Regions from separate parts of the Canis lupus genome. Here region 1 is linked to region 2. The links are chromatin contacts, called in public Hi-C maps. All regions are on one chromosome and are shown on one strand. Each heading gives the region's core, a stretch centred on a gene start, on an enhancer-like site or on the middle of the called end of the contact. The rest is flanking DNA. Distances are from core to core; before and after follow the strand shown. Region 1 holds the start of DPH5 (diphthine methyl ester synthase). Region 2 holds the start of S1PR1 (sphingosine-1-phosphate receptor 1).

The links. A called contact is a pair of places that touch in the nucleus more often than the background predicts.
Region 1: a Hi-C map of blood shows a contact between it and region 2, with 4 times the contacts expected there. The contact joins the promoter of DPH5 here to the promoter of S1PR1 in region 2. A contact is called at or near these places in 3 of 9 Hi-C or Micro-C datasets (amygdala and blood).

What each region holds. Positions count from the first base shown.
Region 1 is chr6:49,540,081-49,543,827 of UU_Cfam_GSD_1.0, forward strand. It overlaps DPH5 (diphthine methyl ester synthase), which reads left to right and starts at 2,028. Exons shown (of 8, transcript XM_038541190.1): 1 at 2,028-2,142; 2 at 3,061-3,218. The coding sequence starts at 3,084. LOC102153396 (a long non-coding RNA gene) reads right to left here and starts at 2,662. Exons shown (of 7, transcript XR_005361141.1): 1 at 2,514-2,662.
Region 2 is chr6:49,338,339-49,342,081 of UU_Cfam_GSD_1.0, forward strand. It overlaps S1PR1 (sphingosine-1-phosphate receptor 1), which reads right to left and starts at 1,557. Exons shown (of 1, transcript NM_001314114.1): 1 at 1-1,557. The coding sequence starts at 1,470. The coding sequence ends at 322.

The DNA.
Region 1 (3,747 bases), core at 778-3,277, 200 kb after region 2:
GATGAGAAGATACAGGACCTAACTTTATGAAATTGATGGTTTGATAAGGAAGATACACAAATGGACAATTATAAAACACTTAGGTTGACTTCTAAGTATATGCACAGAGTTTTATTATAATTAAAAGGATACCTAAACTAGTGCAGGGATCTCTGGAAAGGTTTCCTAAATTTAGATTTTTTTTATGATTTTATTTATTTGAGAGAGAAAGAGAGAGAGCATGAATGGCAGGAAGGGTCAGGGGGAGGGCTGAGGGAGAGAAGCAGCCTCACCACTGGGTGCAGAGCCCAACTTGGGGCTCGATTCCAGGGAGATCGACCTGAGATCATGACCTGAGCTGAAATCAGACACAACCAACTGAGCCACCCAGGGGCCCCCAAAACTTAAAGAATGAGCAGCAGTGATCTAGATAGGAGAGAATGGGAGGAAAGTATTCCATGCTGAGGTGGTAGCCTGACTAAAGTCAAAGGAGAATGTTGTGGGCACAGAAGAGTACCACTAGAGAAGTAGCTCAAGGTATGGAGTGGAGAGACATGAGGCTAGCAAGGTAGGCAGTGGTCACTCTGGGGATGACCTTGTGGGATATGTTAAAGAGCCTCGACTTTCTCTTGACCTCAAAAGGGTTTTTTGAAGGGAATGTCATTTTCAGACTGCAACTTAGCTAGGTCTCTCTGGTCCCCCGAAAGAAGTATGAATGTGAGGGAGGCACGGTGAACAGGTGCAGGAGTGACATGAGGACCTAAAGAAAGACTGTGATAGTAGGTACGGTTTCTATTGAGAGGCAGATAAGTCAGATTGGATGTGAGGTAACTTCCAAGTGTCTGGCTTGCCTACGTCTATAGATGATAACGCCCTCCATCCAAAGTAGATAGTACAGAAGGAAAAGCCAAGTTGAAAAGATGATGGATTCAGTTTTGGATGTGTTGAATGTGATATGCCTCTGGGTTATCTAGGTGATTTCCAGCATAAAGTTAAATATAGGAAGCTGAAGGGGAGATGTGAATGGGAGGCTAAAGGTCTGAGTCAGCAAAATACCAGAGACACTCAAAATTATGAGTGAATAGGGCAGCCCAGGTGGCTCAGTGGTTTGGTGCCGCCTTCCACCCAGGGCGTGATCCTGGAGACCCGGGATCGAGTCCCACATCCGGCTCCCTGCATGGAGCCTGCTTCTTCCTCTGCCTGTGTCTCTGCCTCTCTGTGTCTCTCATGAATGGATAAATAAAATCTTTAAAAAATTATGAGTGTATATTCAGGGTTTTATTATTGCTTCCAATGTCAGCCATTCTACGGGGTATATACTGTTATCTCACTGTGGTTTTAGTCTTTATTTCCTTAATGTCTAATAATTAGCATCATTTCAAAGCTTCTTTGATATTAGTGTATCCTCTTTGGGGATTTATCTATCTTACTCTCTGCGAGACTCTTGTTCAAATTCTTGGCCTATTTAAAAAATTAAGTTGTATTCTTATTTTTGCCTTTTGAGAGTTATGTATTCTTGACATAAGTCTTTTAGCAAACATACGCTTTGCGAATATTTTCTCCCGTGTGTGGCTTCAACAATATCTTTTGAAGAGCATACATTTTATTTCAGTGAACTTCAATTTCTCAAAAAAAAATTTTTCCCTTACATCATGCTTTTGGTGTTGCACCTGACAAGTCTTTGCCTAAATAATAAGATCACACATATTTTCTGTCTAGGAAGTTTCATGGTTTTATGTTTTCCATTAAATTTATGATCCATTTTGAATTAATTTTTTGCTTATGGTACAAGGAATGGATGGATGTTAATGACACCGGATAGAATCAGTCATGACGAGCGTACTGAATGAGAAGTGCAGAGGGCAGATGGAACCTTGGAGAAATCAGATGAAATTAAGGCTTGAGAAAAAAACGTCGGGCAAAAAAAGACTCAAGGCATTGTATGAAAAAGCAAGCAGGAAAAATCTGAATAATCAACACTGCCTACTAAGATAAACAATGGAAATTGTCTTTTTGACTTTGATGAGGTCACTAGTGACCTTACCAAGGGCATTTACAGTCAAAACAAACCATTCCCGATACCGGAACTACATCTAACCAACCACTTCGCAGGAATTCCCCCGGTGGAAGCGATTGAAACCTGAAATTCCTGGGCACTTAAAGGTCACCTCTCTAGGCGCGAGGGCACAGCGGCGGGGGGCAGGGGGCGGGCCTGGGCTTCCCGACGCTGAGGAGGGCTGGGGCGTAGCCCGGGCACGACCCGGGGGCACCCCGGAAGGAGGTCCCCAGGTGGGGGCAGAGCCGAGGCACCACCGCCCGCCGGGAAATCGGAGTCACACCGAGGGCCAAGTGGGCTAACCCGACACCTCCCAGGGAGGCAGCAGTGGGACGAGGGGATGCTGAGGCGAGGCCGGAAGTGCCGCGGCCCGGCCACCACCCGGGCGACTCAGTCCCTCCCGCCCGTCAGCCGCGCCGGGGCCTGGAGGGGAGGCGGCCGTGCGGCCCGACCTCGGGGCCACAGCTCCCGCACTTACCCCGTCCTAGGGTGGGGTCCTTCCCCCGAGGCCGCGCCGGGAGGCTGTGCGCGGACCCCCGCCCCCCCTACCTCGGCCCGACCGACCCTCCGCGTCGCGGCCCAGCTGCCGGCCGCTCACTTCCGGCCCAGCCCTTGCCTCCGCGCCGCTCGCCGGGGAGCCGCTGACCCGCCCCTCCGGCCAGTCGTAAAGTGCGGTAAAGGCGGCGGCGTTTTGCGGCACCGCCGGTGAGGCCGGCGGCGTGGGCCTTCCGTCCACGCGAGCTCGCCCTGCGGGTAGCTGCTTGTTCGGCGAGGCTGCCGGTTAGCCATTTTGGGGACTCAGCGACAGTCCTCGGAGGGTGACTGACCGCTTTTGATTTGGTGTAACGGGAGAGGCGGCTCGTCCCAGTCCGCGGTTGTAAGGGGCGGGACGCCAGGCGCTCGGACCTCGCTCGTGACTTGCGGTCCCTCGTGCACACTTGCTCTTGGTTTCCACGGTCGTCACTAGATTCGGGGAGCCCTCGGTGTAGCTGACACGTGTTTTTCTTGCTGCCTCCGTCTTGCAGTCCCCGCCCTCTTGGACTTTGAAATGCTTTACCTGATCGGCTTGGGCTTGGGCGATGCCAAGGACATCACAGTCAAGGGCCTGGAAATCGTAAGACGCTGCAGGCGAGTGTACCTGGAAGCCTACACCTCGATCCTGACTGTAGGGAAGGAAGTCCTGGTAGGTGCTTACGGCGCCCCAGCCCCTGGGAGGAAAGCTGTGATTTCCATGACCGACGCTGAACCCAGCTTTCGGGCCTGCTGGCTTAAAGCCTTTAAAACACATCCCCAGCCCGTTAAGGATCACAGGACTGGGAGTAACACAACCACCGAGTGAGCTGGAAAATGAAAGGGCGCTTTTTGTCCTGCTTTACAAGTCTGATTTTGTGGCTTTCTCCGGTAAATAGGAAAGTTATTTTACACTCCTGAGGATAGTTACCAAAATCCCTTATTTCATGAGATAGACATTTTTTTTTTTTTGAGTTGAGTCCTAATGAGGTAGTGGCATCACCTTAATGAGTTGGTTGTACATTCAAGAAACTAAGCGGAAAGCTGCTCCCTTTGAAGTAGTATATCCGTAGGGAATGGTAATCGCCTTTCTGTCAGTATCCTGTCCAGAGAGGTCTCACCTTTAAAAAGTGCCAGGGAGGCTGATGCACACTCCCTTGTGTGTATTGCGTCAGCCTGGGACTTCCCAACCCTAGGATTTG
Region 2 (3,743 bases), core at 307-2,806:
AGGGCCACACTGGGAACCCTTCAGGAGCTTGACGATGCTAGACCTTTGGCTCAGTGCAAAATCAAAGCTCCGGGGCGGGGGGTAGGAAACAGCTTCCAGGCCAGGGCCGGGTCTCCACCCTTCCCAGTGCATTGTTCACAGGAACTAAGCCACCAACACCCCGGCACCCCCGGGCCTGCCCGCCCTCCCTCTGGCTCCCAGCGGCTCCTCCCCAGCAGCAGTGGAGACAGAGATTTTTTTTTTCCATTTTTTCCCCCAAACCCTGGGTGGTGGTGGGTGACCACGCAAGAACTCTCCCCCATGGGTCGGCGGCTTTCAGTTCTAGGAAGAAGAGTTGACATTTCCAGAGGACATAACGGTCTCCGGGTTGTCCCCATCGTCCTTCTGCGGGTGGGAGGAGTTGTCCGACTTACTGCGGCTGAACTCCACGCCGGCGATGATGGGCCGCTTGAACTTGCCCGCGGGGTCCCCGCCCGGGCACTTGCAGCAGGACAGGATCCGGATGAAGGCCCGGCGCATCTCCTTGTTGGTGAGGGTGTAGATGATGGGGTTGGTGCCCGAGTTGAGCACGGCCAGCACCAGGAAGTACTCGGCTCTGAAGAGGATGTCGCACGTCTTCACCTTGCAGCCCACGTCCAGCAGCAGCAGGATGAAGAGCGGCGCCCAGCAGGCGATGAAGACGCTCAGGACGATAATGACGGTCTTGAGCAGGGCCAGCGACTTCTCGGAGCTGCGGCTGGCCTTGGAGATGTTCTTGCGGAAGGTCAGGCGGCGGCTCCGCGTCCTGACCAGGGAGTAGATCCTGCAGTACAGGATGACGATGGCGAGCAGGAGCAGCGTGAAGACGGTGGTGCAGAAGAGGATATAGTGCTTGTGGTAGAGCGGCAGCACGGTGGAGCAGCTGGCCAGCGCGCCGATGCAGTTCCAGCCCATGATGGGCAGGCCGCCCAGGACCAGGGAGATGACCCAGCAGGCGCTGATGAGCAGGAAGGAGCGGAAGCTGTTGCTCCCGTTGTGGAGTTTCATCTTCAGCATCGTGATGTAGCGCTCGATGGCGATGGCCAGGAGGCTGAACACGGAGGCCGACAAGGCCACGAACATGCTCCCCTCCCGCAGGAACCACTGAGCGGGGGTGAGCTTGTAGGTGGTGGCGCCAGACAAGAGCAGGTTGGCCGTGTAGGCCACCCCCGCCAACAGGTCAGACAGGGCCAGGTTGCCGATGAAATAGTACATAGGTCGGTGGAACTTCTTGGTTTTCCAAATGGTCAGCAAGACGAAGATGTTCTCTAGGATGATAAAGCAGCAGATGAGGATGAACACCACCGAGCTCATTTTAATGCCATTCTCCTTGTCCGCGCTGGTGTTCAGCTTGCCCGTGTAGTTATAGTGCCGGACGATGATATCGTAGTTGACGTAGTCGGAGACGGGACTGCGCAGGGCCTTGACCAGCGGGACGCTGGTGGACCCCATGGCGCGCAGCCGCGCCTCCCGGAGCCCGGGGTGGCGCTTCTCCAGAAGGGCGCTAGAGGGCGAGGCCGAGCGAGCCTTCACTTGCCGCGGGGGTGCTCCGGCCCGAGGGATCCCGGCTTTTCTGCGTCTCTTTCCCTTGGCTGGAGAGGGCCTCGGAAGCCAACCCCTTTAAACGAGTCACAAAGAGGAGAGAGTCAGGGAAGCGGCCACAGCACACTGGCATCATTTATTCTAGCTAAGGCATTGCTCCAGTTTTGTCGTGGATTTGTTTTAAGGAAACTTGGGGAAGGCGTAAAGAGTGGGATTTAATATATATATATATACATATTATATATATAATAAAATGACTATTTCTTGCAGAAAAAAAAAAGAAAAAAAGAGGAGAGGAGGGAGAAGAAACAAAAATGTACCCAAACAGAAAACTCCAACTGGACAAAACGAAAACTCTCCTGTGTCACATCCAAATGGGAGTGGGAAAACTGGAGAAGTGATCCCCATTTATAACACCTCCCCCCCCGCCCCCACACACACACCCTCACTTCCCCACCTCCAACCCCCTCCAGGTTTCCAGCGTGGAAGTCTCCTGAAGCATTCGCCGGCTCCCCAGAGGGTTTCCTCCTCCAAAGAGACCCAACCGCTAACATGAGGGTGGAGGCTCACACCACCTCTGCTCTCCCCCACCCCCCTGCTAAAAGAGCTGAGAACCACCTCCTAATTGCCTTGCAAGACATTCGATTTGCACGAAAATCATTTGACAGAGTAAGTCATTCTTTGGGCTCTATTAATAACTCTCTAGGAACAGGTGTGCTCAGGGTCCGAGGGGTGTGGGCAGCCCAGCCCGCCCCGGCCTTGCGGTAAACAGGAAAGCTTACACTTCTGTGAAGCAACTGCCTTTTCTTAATTTCTTCTTCTAGTTTTTTTTTTTTTTTCCTTGTAAGCCAGGGCAAGAAAAGATGAAGATAATTCAGTGAAGATCGTTCATAAGAGCTTGCAATAAATCCCAGGAATGTAATACATTCACTGATTTTCTAAGAAGTGTGTTCAGTTGCTGTGGGTTTGGCCAAACCACACACAGGCACACACACAAAAGAGAGAGAAGTTCTACTACTGACGATGACAATACATGCCACTGCATTTCTAATTCCAAGTGCAAAGCTTCTGTCCAGAAAAAAACAAAACAAAAAAAAACAAAAAAAAACGCACGTTTAATGCATTGCTGAACCGAAGCTGGCGGTTTCGTGCACTGCCCTCCCCCAGCATGCTACCTCCTGTCTCAGAACTAGAAAGTGTGGAGGAACGAAACATGGCACTGGCTGCCAGACGTCTACTTGTAACGTTTCCAGATACCGCCGCCACGGGATGGAAGTGGAGTAACAGAGGCCGTAGTCCCGGACGGCGGGGGCTGCTCGCGCCCGAAGCCCCGCGTCGCTCGCATCTAATCCCACGCCCCGCTCGCCCCCCGTGCAGATGTAGCCCCTGACCCCCCACCTCCCATATTCTTTGTCTGCGGGACTTTTCCGAGTGTAGGCGCCTGCCCCGCTCCGCGACCAACCGCAGTTGCCACCGTCCCCAACCCCTGCTCCGCTTTACGATCGCACTAAACCCGTTTTCCCAACTTCATCAATCACCAGCGCCCCAGGAGCAATCCGACCCGGTTGGGCTCCTCGGCAGCCCAGGGATGAATGCCTCCGGCGCCCAGAGAGGGATGTTTCAAAAGTTTTTGTTTGGCTTCGTTCCGCTTTCAAAAACATTCGTTTCCAGCAGCGAAGACCTCCTGCGGCGGGGCCCCCCGCGCCCCGGCCCGCGCGGGCTGGGCGCCGTCCCCTACCTGGCTCAGGCGGGGCGCAGCCGCGTGGGGAGAGCTCCGGGTCCCCGCGGCGCGCTCGGCATCTTGCAGCCGCTGCGGACGGGCTGGACGCGCTGCTGCCTCGTCGCCTCGGGGTCCCCTCCCTCCGCAGCCGCACTCCAATGGGCAGCCCGCCCCGCTCGGCCCGCGCCGGCCGCTGCCTGAGCCGCCGAGCGCCCGCGGAGGCTGGTGGCCTCGCGAGGAAGGGGCGGGGAGGGGTTAACACCAACCCCACGCCCTCCGCCGCGGCGGGGGCCCCGATCCCCGCGCCGGACCTACTGTCCAGGAAAGATCTGGGGCAAGGCGCGCGCGCACACACACACACGCACATGCACACACTCCTCCCCCACAGACAGCCGGAAAAAAAAAAAAAGAAAGAAAGAAAGAAAAAGCAAACCGAGAAGGGACGGAGGCTGGTGCCCCCTGG